Regions from separate parts of the Mus musculus genome. Here region 2 is linked to region 1. The links are chromatin contacts, called in public HiCAR-type maps. All regions are on one chromosome and are shown on one strand. Each heading gives the region's core, a stretch centred on a gene start, on an enhancer-like site or on the middle of the called end of the contact. The rest is flanking DNA. Distances are from core to core; before and after follow the strand shown.

Region 1 (7,206 bases), core at 2,487-4,986:
ATTCTCCAGGACGTTCCACGTTTGCGCTGATGAGCCCCCTCAGTTACCTGCTTCTTCTCTCTCCCCAGACTCCTCCACCCTGCTGCCCCCAAGGAGTCCCATAGCCCTAGAAGCCACGGAGCTCCCAGAGCCTCGGCCCAGGCAGCTGTTGCTCCTGCTGCTGCTGCTGCTGCCTCTCACACTGGTGCTGCTGGCAGCCGCCTGGGGCCTTCGCTGGCAAAGGGCAAGAAGGAGGGGGGAGCTCCACCCTGGGGTGAGCCTAGAGCCTAGAGTCCAGGGCGGCTGGATGGAGTGGGTGGCGAGGGATGAGGGGGGCAGGTGGCTGACCTTGTGGGGGCCTCAGGTGCCCCTCCCCTCCCATCCCTAGGATGCGAGCCTTGTGCATCGTTGACTCAGCCAGGGTCTTATCTCGGTGAGTCTTCCACTTATACTGGAGCCTGGAACAGCCAGGCTTGGGGGTCAGTCCAGGATTTGGGGAGCTGTCTTATTGTCTCTCACAGGAGGGGCGGGGATTCAGGGGAGTGGTGTGTATGTCAGGGGCAGCACGGTCTTGACTAAGTGTCCAGTGTGACAAGCTCAGGGGTTCGGCAGCTCCGACAATCGTAAGCTGTGGAGAGCCGGGAAGGCTTGTGAGAGAGCCTGCTGTGAGAATGAGCAAGGGGGCAGAAGGCGGGTGCCCTGCCAGCACCCGTATTTTAGAATATGATGTGTCTTACACTTGTAATACCTCTCGTGTGGAGGTTACACCTGTAATCTCAGCCCTTGGGAGCCCAGAGCAGGATTGCTGAATGGTCTGGCCACTCTCCACTACAAGGTGAGTTCAAGGCCATTGTGAAATACACAGCCAACTCGTCTCCTGTCTCAAATAAACAAACAAAAACTCTCAGTTAAGTGACACTTATTTTTTTTTTCAGATGAGGTCTCAATATGTTGCCCAAACTGACTTTGAAAACCTCGATGCACCTTCCTGCCCCACAAACTTCCAAACAGCTGGGCTTACGGGCATGCTATATACAACAAGGCTTTCTTTTCTTCTTTCTTGGTGCTAGAGTTGGGAACCAAAACAAGGAACAAGCTAGGCAAGTGCTGTGCTGAGTTACATCCCCAGCCCAGAGGACACACTGTCTGGGTATGGCGATGGACACTGTAATTCCAGTGCTTCTGGATTGGACATGCTGAAACTGGAGGATACTGACTTTAAGAAAAACAGAAAGGAAGAAGGGGGGTGCGTTGTAGCCCTGTGTGGTTGCTTTTGTCACCTCCACCCCTTAAAATAAAAGCAACTGCTGGGTATGGTGCTGCGTGCCTGGAATCTCAGTATTCAGGAGGCTGAGGCAGAGGGATCAAAACTTCAAGGCCAGCCTGGGCAACTTCAGGAAATGTGTGTCAAAATAACAATGAAAAGCAGAAATGCTGGAACTGGAGCTTAGTGGCAGGATCCCTGCACATGTAAGACTATGGCTCCTAATCGGGGCGTGGTGGCGCACGCCTTTAATCCCAGCACTTGGGAGGCAGAGGCAGGCAGATTTCTGAGTTCAAGGCCAGCCTGGTCTACAGAGTGAGTTCCAGGACAGCCAGGGCTACACAGAGAAACCCTGTCTTGAAAAAACAAAAAGCAAATGAACAACAACAAAAACCAATTAGATTGTTTACATTTTTTAAATTTAAGTTTTTAAATTTTGTGGTTTCCCATTTCTGGGCTTGTTTCTGAAACACACAGCCATAGTGATACATGTCTGTAAAACCAACTCTATTTATTAGTTTTTGAGATAGGGTCTATGTAGCTCCGATGGCCTGGAATGTGGGTGCAATCCTCCGGTCTCTACCTCTGGAGTGCTGGGGTCACAGGTGTGTTCTACCACACCTGAAAGTAATTCATCTTTTTAAAGAAATTACACCAGACCCCCCCCCCAATAAATTGAAAAAAATTACACATGGGGAGCAGGCAAAGTGTATTATGGCACCTGTATATAAGTCAGAGGACAACTTGTGGGTAGCTGGTTCTCTCCTTTCACCATGTTGGTCCCAGGGATGGAACTCAAGTGGTCAAACTTGGCAGCAGAGGCCTTCTTTACCCATTAACCCAGCTTGAAGGCCAAGATCTGGTTTCTTTTAAAACGGGGTCTCACTTAGCTCTATCTGACCTGGAACTGACTCTGGAGACCAGGTTGGCTGGGAACTCAAGAGATCGACCTGCTTCTGCCTCCTCCGAGACAGGTGAGCCACCAGGCCTGCCCCTAAAACCTCCAAAAAAAAAGACATGGAGCAAAGTTTGCGGTGTAAATCTGTCTGTATTCCTTAGCACTCTGGAGAAGAGGCAGAAAGATCAGGGATTCTGGGTTATCTACTGTTACATAGAAGTCCGAAGCTAACCTAAGAGGGGGGGGAGGGGAGCGGCGAGGGGCTGGGCTGGGGGCGTAGATCAGTGGTAGAGTGTCACGTGAGAACTCCAGTCCTCAGGGACCATTGATCACCCCCTTTTACAGAGGATACTGAGGCGAAGCAGGAGTCACCCGACAGACACAGCCTGGACACACAGACATTTGGGTGGAGACTAGCCCCCTTTTGGACCTCACTGCTCCGACCCCGCCAGCTCTTTGCCGAGGATGGAGACATCACAACTCACCAAAAGTCCCACTCACCCCATTCTTGCCCCCATGTACTTGTATATAATTTTTTTTTTTTTAACCAGCTCATCCGGGTCTGTCTGTGGATAGGACAGGGAATAGGTGCACCTTTTAGGTTTCAAAATCTTGGTTTGTTGGCTTTCCAGAAGCTGAGGCAGGATCTTAAATTTAAGGTCAGCCAGGATTGCAGAAATCTTACGTCAGAAACCCAAACCAACGACAAAAGATTCTATTTGTTTTCCGAGGCCTCCAGTAGCCCAGGGTCAGCACAGGGCACGCCCCATGGGAATTTGATGTGCAGACGCAACTCAATTCCCCAAAACCATAGCCCCAAAGTGTAACAAGCAAGCAAACGGTGCTGGCACCTACAGGAGGACTCGACTCAGGCTCGGCTGGTTAGGGAGGTTTTCAGGACAAAACGAGTCTTTGATAGCCAACAGTCTTTTGGTTAGTTATTTCCCTTCGGAGGCGGGCGGTTAGAGGCGCACAGACGGGAGGGCAGCGCGGACAACAGTCACGGAAACAAAGGCCTTTGGGGATAGAAGCGAGTGAGGGCGTCTGCGTCTCGGGACCCTCAAAGCCCCTCATTCACCCCATCCTCCTCCATCCAGGAAGGCTTCCTCCACCCGTTGGAAGGCTTCCTCCACCCGAGACTCCCAGGTTCAGGACAGCCAGCGATGGTCAGCCCACTGTGGGGTTGAGGGGAGGGACCGCTGCACGAGCAGCTCTGAAGGGCCGACAGGGACTATGCTCGCCCCCTCATGGACACCACATGTTCTGCAGCCGCCATCACTTGATGGGAGTAATGGCGCTGCACATGGCAGACACCGGAACGGAGAAGAGCGATCCCTTCAAATATGGCGGCTGCGGCTTGGCCGGCATTGTACGGCTGAAGCCGCTCCGAAACCCACGTGACATCCCGCCCCGCACAGTCATGGCCGCCAAGAGCCAACTCAGGCGACATTCTGATTGGACAAAATAAAAATGGCCCGCCTCGATAGACGCGCACTCACCGCTTCGACCAATTAGAAGACGGAAACTCTTCGGTTCGAGCCGTCTGCGTCACTTCCTCCGCCCCTGCAGCAAGGGATAAGAAACCCTGCGACAAGACCTCCTCCTTTCCCAGGCGGCTGCCGAAGATGGCGGAGGGGCAGGTTCGGACTCTGCGCGCGCCGGGCGGTGTGGGGTCGGGTGGGTGCCAGGCGGGAGCGCAGTGAGGGGCCACTGCTCCCCGCCGCTTGTGCGATGGGACTTAGCAAACGTCTCACGCGAGGGGACTGTGTAACGGGCGTAACAAGCCGCGGCTGCCTAGGTATGGGGCGATGGAAATGCAGCGGGTTTTCTGGGGAAGACGGGAGTGGGGCTGGGGTTCCAACACCAGAAACAACTTTTACAGGTTGTAATCTCAGGCGTTGGGGTGCGGGGAGCTTGCAATCTCTCATGCCTGGTGTATGTATGTAAGATAAGGAGAAACTGTCGCAGGCTCCTGCTTTGCATGACTTTAGGGCACCGGATTCCTGTAACATCTGATCTGAAGGCTTGTAGGCCTTTTGAGGGTGTTTTCGGTGTTCTTCAGAATTGGGGAGATTGATAAGACAGACTTTAAATATTACTTATTCACCCGACTGAAGCAGGAACCTCTTCATTTTGAGGCTGGTCAGGAATTGCCTGTACCTTCCTCCTGACTTTAGATTCCTTGACAGGTTGCTGCTCAGGAAGTAAATGGTGCTGTTTGGGACAGTTTTGCCCTTTAAAAAGAACTTGGGAAGTTCCGGAGACCCTCCAGTAACAGCAATAAACAGGGTGGCTGTGGAATGGGCTTCTTCTGTAGTTTGGGTTGGGATGCAGACATGTGCCTCCATGCCTGAGACGGGATTTAGCTTTGTAATCCAGTCTGCACTGCTCAGAATCACAGGACGATGTGTGCTTAGCTAAATCGGGTTCTTTTGAGTGCATATAAGAAAGGTTCTGCTTGAGCATCTGAGGATCCGATGAAAAGTTACAACAGGCTAAAGTCTGAAAGCAGGTCTGGTCAATTTTGGAGTGAACGGTGTGCCACTGGATCCCAGCTATCCTGGGATTTGAGGCCTGGAAGGGTTAAATGAAGTTCCATTTTAAAAAATCAACTTATATACACAATAGGAATCCTATGCCTGCTGAGGCTTTGTTAGTACTATAGTGGCCCTTTGGGACACTTGCTTCATCTGGGTAGTAGGCATCCTGACGGGTTGCTAACCTGGAATAGGGGAAGCCAAACTGTTTCCTAAGCATTCTTGTTTCCACAGGTTCTGGTATTGGATGGCCGAGGCCATCTTCTTGGCCGCCTGGCGGCCATTGTGGCCAAGCAGGTACTTCTGGGTAAGTTTCATTCACCATTTACCTTTGCCTGGGAGTCCATGATGAGCAACACTCACCATCTTTCGTTTGAGTCTCACGACTGTGAGATCAACCCATGCACCGCTCTGAGACTCGCCAGCCCCTGCTTTCTTGGGACCCCTGGCCTAAAAATACTTTTGGAGCAAGAGATCTGCCTTCCAAGAGGCTTTGCTGACTAATCTCCAACTCCCTGTTAACTCTAGGCCGGAAGGTGGTGGTCGTACGCTGTGAAGGCATCAACATTTCTGGAAACTTCTACAGAAACAAGTGTGAGTTAGGGCTGGGGCAGTGGTCTTCAGGCGGGCTGTTGCCTTGCTCCTGGACAAGCAGGCTATCTGCTCTGCTCTTGGGTCCAAGGGTGCCTCACATACTTTTGTCCTGACAGTAAAGTATCTGGCCTTTCTCCGGAAGCGGATGAATACCAACCCCTCCCGAGGCCCCTACCACTTCCGAGCCCCCAGCCGCATTTTCTGGCGCACTGTGCGAGGTGAGTTGGTGATGTGGTGACATGTAGGACAGGGTAGGCTCTGGCAGCTTGTGATGAGACATCTCCCACTCATGTTCGAGTTGCTCGACTATGAGATGACTCTACATGCACTACCATCTGAGGCTGTTCTAGCCCTTGCCCTGGGGTCAGACGGGGTTCTCAGCACCTCTGATGAGGCCCGCTGTTACCCCCACAGGCATGCTGCCCCACAAGACCAAGAGAGGCCAGGCTGCCCTGGAGCGCCTCAAGGTGTTGGATGGGATCCCTCCACCCTATGACAAGGTGAGCCTTGCAAGCCTAGCCTTACAGCCTCTGCGTCCAGCGTCTGTGATGTTCTGCTATTACCTACATTGTTTGAGCCTCATGAAAACCCCACTGGCTGAGACGCCTACCCTGCTGGCCTTCTTGCTAGGTGTTCCCAACAGGTCTCTGAGCATCTCTTTCTCTCAACAGAAAAAGCGGATGGTGGTCCCTGCTGCTCTCAAGGTTGTTCGGCTGAAGCCTACCAGAAAGGTAAGCTCTAGGTTACAGGTTAGGCTTGTGAGCCTCAAGACTGGCACATGATGTTCTTATTCTCACGATGGTCTTCGGATGCCACAGTTAGGGCAGTGCCGATAATGCCAAAGGCTAAGCTGATGCCAGGAGGGCTCCCGTGCTGGGGATGAGTCCTTGAAATAGGGTCCCTAGGCCCTCCGGCTCACCCTTGTGCTGCTGGGGCACATTCCATGTCCTTACAGCCTTGTGCCTCTGCAGTTTGCTTACCTGGGGCGTCTGGCGCATGAGGTCGGGTGGAAGTACCAGGCAGTGACAGCCACTCTGGAGGAGAAACGGAAGGAAAAGGCCAAGATGCACTATCGGAAGAAGAAGCAGATCTTGGTGAGGACGGACACTGAGATCCAGGATTAGGGGGGCGCAGGTGAGAAGCAACCGCTCTGACATGTGTCTTTTCACACCACAGAGGTTACGGAAACAGGCAGAAAAGAATGTGGAGAAGAAAATCTGCAAGTTCACAGAGGTCCTCAAGACCAACGGACTCCTGGTGTGAACCCAATAAAGACTGTTTGCCTCATGCCTGCCTGGCCTGCCCTTCCTCCGCCGCCAACTAGGGAAGTGGGGACCAAAGGTTCCTTAGGCACTGCTCCTGTGGGTAGAGGGGACATTAGAGAGCTGACAGCGCACCACCTGCATGAGTTTTTATTAAAGTGCAAACCATGGGATGAATCAGTTGAGCTTCAGTGTTGAAAATGAGTAGCAGGGCTGCCCCACCCACCTGACCAAGTACCCTATTCTGCAGCTATGAAAATGAGATCTGCACATGAGCTGGGGTTCACAAGTGCACACTTGGAGCACTGCCTTGCTCCTTCCCAGCAGACCACAAAGCAGTATTTTTCTGGAGGATTTTATGTGCTAATAAATTATTTGACTTAAGTGTGTACGATGTGTGCTGTGCAGAGAGGGGCAGAGGGCACCAGCAGGTCATCTGCATGGGGGGCCCCTTTGGGTGAATCCTTGCTCACGGGATAGGCTTTGTTGCTCAAAAGTTGCAGATATACATCTTGGGTCCTGTCCTAGATGGTGTTACTGTAAGTCAGCACCAAGATACAAGAGCTGGTACCTGGACTGTAGGAGGTCAGGCCATGACACAAAGGCTGGGACTAAAGGCATTTACCACGCCTGAGTCTTCTGGTTCTTTAAACATCAAATCCTTCCGGGGGC
Region 2 (7,206 bases), core at 2,722-5,221, 570 kb before region 1:
CACTGGGAATAAGTGCAGACTATCAGGACGTGGAGAAGGAGGGGACACACTAAGCATACCATGCAGGCGGTAGTTGGGGCCTCGGCAGCGCCTCTCGGGATGCCGGGGGTCCCTGTTGCCCCTCAAGGCTCTGTGGGCCAGGGGCTGCAAGGGCCGGCCATTACCACTGAGGCTCTGGAAGATCTGGGAGGGGGGATTCTGGCTCAGGAGTCTCAGGGAGTGCATCTGCCTCAAGAGAAACCACGGGTGAGTGGACCGGGGTGGTGCTCAGGACAGGAGTAGCATGCACACACGGGGGTGGGGGGGGGTGGGGGTGTCAGTCACCTGGAGGGAGGTAATATTGAGAGCCCTGTCGATGAGGATCCAGGTGACAGTCTCAGAGCACGGAGGAGTGCTGAGAGATCCCTGATAGGTGATGAAGCCGAAGGATTCTGGGAACAGGAGCTCCAGGCTCAGGTCTTGAAGAAAGTAGGCATCATCTGCGCAGACATCAAGTCAGCGTAAAAGGGGGTCCCAGATAATGCACAGGGACTTAGTTATGTCTGTTGTCGTATGGAGACTGAATGTAAGGCTTCGGACATGCTAGGCAGGTACCACTGCACCAGGCCCCCAGCCCCTCACCGGGAGATTCTGACCAGGCGCTCGTGACCAAGCTGCATCATCTCCAACCACTCTTCCCTTTCTGTTGTCACCCTGGCTCTTGCTAAGTAGCCCAGGCTGACCTTGAACTTACTCTGTAGCCCACCCTCCTTCCTCAGCCTTCCTAGGAACTGGGGACGCCACCCCTAGCTTGGGGGACTTACTTTTGTAGGAGATTCGGGTGATAGTGTCCCGGTTGAGGAGGCGACTGAGGAATGGGTTGGAACTGCCAGCCACCTACGCAGGAGGCACGAGGCGAGGGAGACGGCAGCCCAGACCTGCTCCACAAAGACCCACCACCCCAGGCTAGCCTCCCAGCCTCCCTGTCCCTCACACCCTGGAAGCCAGTTGCCCTCCTTGCCTCCCTCACATTGACAAAGAGGCTGAGAATGGCCAGGCCGTTGGGGCCCCTTGAGGCAGCACTGAGGTTCCCATAGAGTTCTTGGTTGAAGTGGATTAGCTGCACCTGGGGTGGAAGAGGAGGCACAGAGAAGGGTTTCTTAGCGGAAGATTCAGAGACGATAGATGGTTTCAACTCTCAGGGCTTTGGTGTCCAGAACCGCACCAGGAATTAGTACTTAGGGTAGGGAGAGGCGGCCCTGAGTAGCAGGATGGGTTGAAGCATAAGCTAAGAAACCAGGGTGATCTAGTGTTGGAGGGTCAGGTGAGGGGTCACCACCTCAGCGGAGAAGCCTTCATGGTTGATCTGGTGTTCAGAGCCGGCACCATCTCGAGCTCCAAATAGCAGGCGCAGTTCACTGAGTCGGTGGCTATAAAGAAGGGGACCCCCAGACACGTTGACCACAGGTCGGGATGCAGGTAGGAAGGAGACATGGCGGCCAGTGTTGTACAAGGTTCCCCGGAGCTGCAGGAGAGGTATAAACTATTGGGGGACACAGGGAGAGGAACCTCTCCCATCCTCCACTCTTATTCCCCAAGTCCAACGATTATCTAATATAGCTTGGGCATCAGCTACTCCCCAGGCTCAGACCATATCTTTTGAGGTGCTTAACACTGGTGTCTTAATTCAGTTAACAAGTACTGAACTGCCGGGCAGTGGTGGCACACACCTTTAATCCCAGCACTTGGGAGGCAGAGGCAGGCGAATTTCTGAGTTCAAGGCTAGCCTGGTCTACAAAGTGAGTTCCAGGACAGCCAGGGCTATACAGAGAAACCCTGTCTCAAACAACAACAACAACAAAAAAAAAAAAAAGAAAGAAAAAAGAAAAACAAACAAAAAAATACTCCTAGCCCCGATTTGAGGTCTCGTGGGCAGTTATGGGGATTTGCCATAGTTTATGTTGTTGTTGTTGTTGGCTTTTTGAGACAGGGAGGCTTTGAATCGTCCCTCCCCCTGCCTCAGTCTTTGGGTGGTAGGGATGATGGTGAACTCCACAAGGGGGTGGGGGGCTTTGGTTGGCTGGACTGCAGGACACAGAGCTGAAGGCCGAGCAGGAGGACCGGATGGGAGAGGACAATGGTGGACAGGACCCCGCGAGCCTAGTGAGAAAGCCGGCCTGAGGCACTGGGGTACGGCGGAGAAAATGACGCTGGGGCTTCTGGCTCATGGTGCCAGCGCTTCTACAGAAATGGGTACTGCAGAGAGCTTCCTGAGTACAGACACTGAGACCATGTCACTTGGCCGGATGGCTGTGTGACCCCAGGCAAGTAACATAAACTCTCTGGTCCATAAAAGAAAGCTAAAAAGATAGTAGGTTATTGTGAAGATGAGTGGGTTTGTTTAGTCTTTTCAATGCTTGGCATGAGTTGTCTTCTGTTTTCACTGCTTGGGTAGACATTGGGAAGCTGAGGAAAGCAGTGGGAAAGGGCAGGCCGGGTGATCTTCAGAGAGTAACTATTTATTCCCCATGGTTCGCCATCCACCTCAGCCCAGGTCCCCTCTGCTTAGACCCGCCCCACTGCAAAGCTTACCTTCTCTCCCCCGGTGCTGAGTCTGAGCGGGGGCAGAAAAGGGTCATAAAGAACCCGCTTCAGCTCCACATCCACGGGGCTCTGCCGCTTCCCCACAGCGCACAGGCTCCAGGCAGCGTTCACCAGGCCCCAGAAGGGAGGCCCTATGGGAACAGAAATAGGCTGGATTCCAGGCAGGACCTGCTGTGTGGATTGGGGCAGGGATAACCCCAGCTGAAGGAAGAAAACGAGGGAGGAAATCAGGAGCTTTGGGTCTAAGAGAGAAAGAACATGAGAGCCAGAATCCTGATTCCTCGAAGAATTTTGGAATCCCTTCCTAGGAGCTCATAACTGCTCCAAGCCTTGTTCCCATCTTTAAAAGGGCTATGTGAAAACAGAACTACAACTCCCAGTAAGCCTCAGGGGTGAAAACAACTCATCAATCTCCGGCCTGCCCCGTAGCCCCATGGGAGTTGTAGTTCTTTTAGTCTCCCAGGTCCCACAGCTGGATAAGAATATTAGGGGAGAAGAGTTATAAAAGAGGACTTCGAAGCCCCGGGCGAGGGGGCGGGACAGGGACCCGAGCTACCGAGTGTGTGCCTTCCAGCAGGAATAGGACCTGTCTATGGCTGCAAACACACACATTTCTCCACCCCCACACTTTCCTTGCACTCACTCCCACTCACTACTTGAAATGCGCATGTATAATGTCCCATGGTGAGCCGCTGAGGTTCAGAGGCTGGGCCCCACTCCTGAGGGAAGAAGGCAGGGGCTGGGAGCTTTGGTCCTATGGAAGATGAGAAGATCGAGGACCCAGACTCCTGAGCCTAGGAAAAACGGCGCCTAGGGATATGGGGTCGGGCTCTGGGTCTCCACCCTGTTTGCACCTGGCACGAAGTTTCCCTGGAGATTCTCCTTGTAGCTCCACCAGTCCTCGGGATCAGGTGCAGGTCCGATGTGAGCTGGGAAGAGAGCAGCTGCATCCCTCTCCTAGGCACCCCACCCTGTCCCTCCCTCAGAGGATGCTGCCAGGACCCCCAGGTCTTACCTGCCGCTCCCAGTGCGGCCCAGAGTACCAGCGCTTGAGGGGCGCTCAGGCGAGCGGCACCCCCCATCCAAGAGGCCTCGGAGCGACCCTTTCCCAGCGCCCGACCCCCTAGCTCTTCCCTCCCCTCCTCTTGGGACTTCCAGCCTGGCTGTCACCAGAACGGGAGCCCCAGCTCCCGGGATACAGGGGCTGGGACCGTGTACCCCAGAGCCCGTTTGACGCTCACTCCTCCGCCCGCCTGGGCCCGCTCCCTGCACTCGCTCTACCTCCCGAAGCTGCGATCGCCCTCGCCGGCCCCGGGTCCCTCTCGGTGCCAATGCACACCCCTTCTTCGCTCTCAACCAGCGAACCCGGCCGCGCACTCGCCGCGTGCGCTCCTCTCCCTCCGCCTCCTCCCTCACCCTGCCTTCTCTTCTTCCCTCTGTCCTCTTCCTCCTCCCTATTCGACTCTGCCTTCCCTTCTTCCTTCTATCTCACCTCCTCCCTCACCCTGCGCTGCCTCTCCCTCTTTCCATCTCCACCTCCTCTCGTCTTCTTCCCCACCCCCTCTTCCATCACCTCTGGTCCTGCTTCCCTCTTCCCCACCCACTTGCTCCCACTGGTTTGATGTTTGGTTGGGGGGTCTCCGCAGTAGAAAGGGCCGCACCCCTGGGCCCAGCCCTGGAAAGGGAGGTGCAGTGTAGCCGACGGAGCCCGAGGCCCCCAGCTCCAGGTGCCAAGGCTAGAAAGGACCGGGCGCTAGGGGCCTGGCGTGCAGAAAACCAGCTGGTCAGGACGGGGAGGCAGAGGCTTGCGGGACTGGAGGGTGAGAAGGCTGGAGGTGAGCTGATGCTGGGAAGGAGGGACAAGGTGCCCTGAAAGGGGACCAGGGGGAGCAAGATGTCAAGTGGCAGGGAAAGACAGAAATAGACACAGGGAGACTTTATGGTCAGGGCTGGGCAAGAAGGAGAGACAAATAAAGAGACACATTACAGAGTCACAGAGACACAGAGAGAGTGCTTAGAGACAAGCGAGCAAGATGCTATGCAGAAAGGAAAGAGAGATAGAGACTAAAAAGCATGATGTCGGGTCATAGAAAAAGAGACAAAGGCATAACTACATAGAGGGAGCATGGTGGTTCTCACTTCCCATCCCTGCATGCAGGAGGCTGATTGGAAGCCATCCTGTGCTACACAGTAAGACCTTGTCTGAACAAAACAACTAACAGCTCACAGGAAAAAAAAAAAAAAAAAGAATGAATAAGTCACAGAAGGACAGAGAGGTGGAGAGAGGCAACCACCAAGAAATACAGTAGAGATAGACACAAGGAGACCCACCCATGGGATTAGAGGAGCCAGGTGGGCCAGCAAGAAGGATGAAGACGGAGTGGAATAAATGCAGATACAGAGACACATCGGGAGATACCAAGGCACAGAATAGAGAGAGAAAGATCATTTAGGCAGGAAATGGAGGGCAGACAGAGACCCAAAGATACACAAACACCAAGTATAAAAGAACAGAGAAGGAGACCTGGAGCCTCACAGAAGGGGCCCCATATACAGAGTTGCTCATGCACAGAGCAAGACAGAAGGACAGAAGCCCAGGCAGAGGAGAGGGCCTAGTCACAGACCAAATGACTTGAGGAGAGCACCGAGGACAGAGGGAGGCAGGCAGGCAGATGTGGTGAGTTGGAGAAGCTCATGTTGGAAACCATCATGTCTCCAAAAGCAAGGCAGCACAAGAAAGGAGTACAGGGAGCAGCAGGGAAGAGGGAGGAAGCACAGGGCACTGACAGAGAGATCCCGCTATGTGGGCTTCTCTCAGCCCCGAAGCTGCTCAGCATGTGGGGTCAGCATCAGTCCTGTTCCACAGGTAGAGTTAGGGGTCAGAAGGAGCAGCACCTTCTGTAGGGGACTGACTAGTGTCCACTCTGCTCCTAAAACAAGACATCCCCTGGAACTCAGGAGTGGGCTTTATTTGATGAGGTCTTAGCTTGTGTGTTTTTTTTTTTTTTTTTTTTGGTTTTTCGAGACAGGGTTTCTCTGTATAGCCCTGGCTGTCCTGGAGCTCACTTTGTAGACCAGGCTGGCCTCGAACTCAGAAATCCGCCTGCCTCTGCCTCCCGAGTGCTGGGATCAAAGGCGTGCGCCACCACGCCCAGCTTAGCTTGTGTGGTTAAGGTGTTGTTTGGTTTCCCCCACCATTGAGGATGAACCCAAGGCTTTACATATGCCAGGCAAACAATCTATAGCTGAGCCACGCCCCCACCCCTCACTGGGGGATTCTAGGCATGTGCTCCACTGCCAAGCCAGATCCCCAGGGCCTGACCAGGAAATTCTAGATTAGCAGTCTACAGAGTAGGTACATCACCAGACCTCCTGTAACTTTTCCTTTTGGCAGATTCTCACTGTGTAAGTTAGACAGAACTTGATCTCATTCTAGTTCAGGGAAGCCTTGAAGTTTCTATCCTCTATGTTCCGAGTAGATGAGGTGACAATCCTGCGCCACCGTTCTGAGGTATCATTTTTTTTTTAAGATTTATTTATTTATTATATGTAAGTACACTGTAGCTGTCTTCAGACACTCCAGAAGAGGGCGTCAGATCTTCTTACAGATGGTTGTGAGCCACCATGTGGTTGCTGGGATTTGAATTCCGGACCTTCGGAAGAGCAGTCGGGTGCTCTTACCCACTGAGCCATCTCACCAGCCCCTGAGGTATCATTTAAGATGAAGTCACTCTTCATTGTTAGGATGGGCCTCCATCAAAGAATGACTACCCTTGACAGCCAAGACAGGAAGATTCAAGACAGAAGCCAGGGGTGGGGGTGAGGGTGGGAGGGTGGGAGAGGGAGAGATAGATGGCTCAGTGGGTAAGAGCACTGACTGCTCTCCCAGAGGTCCTGAGTTCAAATCCCAGAAACCACATGGTGGCTCACAACCATCTGTAATGGAATCTGATGCCCTCTTCTGGTGTCTGAAGACAGCTACAGTGTATTCATAGGAAACAAACAAATAAACCTTAAACAAACAAACAAAACAAACAACAACAACAACAACAAAAAAAAAAACCCAGAAGCCTGTGAAGACAGAGGCAGATACTGGAATTAGATAGCCACAAGCCAGGAGTCATGGGTATCCCCAAATTCTGGAAGAGGCAGGATGACTCTTATTAACACCATAGTGTGATCCTACCAACACCCTGATTTTCAATTTTTGTTTGTTTGTTTGTTTGTTTTGTTCTTTTGTTTTTTCGAGACAGGGTTTCTCTGTCCTGGCTGTCCTGGAACTCACTCTGTAGACCAGGCTGGCCTCGAACTCAGAAATCTGCTTGCCTCTGCCTTCCGAGTGCTGGGATCAAAGGTGTGCACCACCACGCCCGGCAATTTTCAATTTTAAATTCTAGAATGTGAAGTGGCCCACCCCTTTAATTTCAGTACCCCAGAGACAGAGGCAAGCAATCTCTGAGTTTTGGGTTGTTGGTTTTTTGTTTTTGTTTTTTTTGTTTTTTTCGAGACAGGGTTTCTCTGTGTAGCCCTGGCTGTCCTGGAACTCACTCTGTAGACCAGGCTGGCCTCAAACTCAGAAATTTGCCTGCCTCTGCCTCCCAAGTGCTGGGATTAAAGGCATGC

Evidence for each region. HiCAR-type assays count read pairs that join an accessible place to other places.
Region 2: a HiCAR-type map of astrocytes shows a contact between it and region 1, with 2.8 times the contacts expected there. The contact joins the promoter of Car11 here to the promoter of Rpl13a in region 1. A contact is called at or near these places in 12 of 39 promoter capture datasets (the 3T3-L1 cell line, the C10 cell line, HPC-7-derived erythroid cells and 6 more), 6 of 484 Hi-C or Micro-C datasets (CD4 T cells, the G1E-ER4 cell line, the HL-1 cell line and 3 more), 8 of 115 datasets of contacts at active chromatin or transcription factors (Th17 cells, astrocytes, embryonic stem cells and 3 more) and 3 of 9 other capture datasets (adipose tissue, liver and macrophages).

Annotation. Positions count from the first base shown.
Region 1 is chr7:45,125,275-45,132,480 of GRCm38.p6, reverse strand. It overlaps Rpl13a (ribosomal protein L13A), which reads left to right and starts at 3,736. Exons shown (of 8, transcript NM_009438.5): 1 at 3,736-3,781; 2 at 4,913-4,985; 3 at 5,207-5,272; 4 at 5,389-5,490; 5 at 5,687-5,772; 6 at 5,944-6,003; 7 at 6,244-6,366; 8 at 6,449-6,918. The coding sequence starts at 3,767. The coding sequence ends at 6,535. Flt3l (FMS-like tyrosine kinase 3 ligand) reads left to right here. Exons shown (of 9, transcript NM_013520.3): 7 at 69-253; 8 at 344-412; 9 at 1,050-1,292. The coding sequence ends at 367. It overlaps Snord35a (small nucleolar RNA, C/D box 35A), which reads left to right and starts at 6,046; the gene lies at 6,046-6,134. Snord34 (small nucleolar RNA, C/D box 34) reads left to right here and starts at 5,813; the gene lies at 5,813-5,878. It also overlaps Snord33, Mir5121 and Snord32a.
Region 2 is chr7:45,696,732-45,703,937 of GRCm38.p6, reverse strand. Car11 (carbonic anhydrase 11) reads right to left here and starts at 3,971. Exons shown (of 9, transcript NM_009800.4): 1 at 3,599-3,971; 2 at 3,438-3,512; 3 at 2,572-2,714; 4 at 1,319-1,504; 5 at 1,010-1,105; 6 at 804-876; 7 at 325-479; 8 at 60-225. The coding sequence starts at 3,665.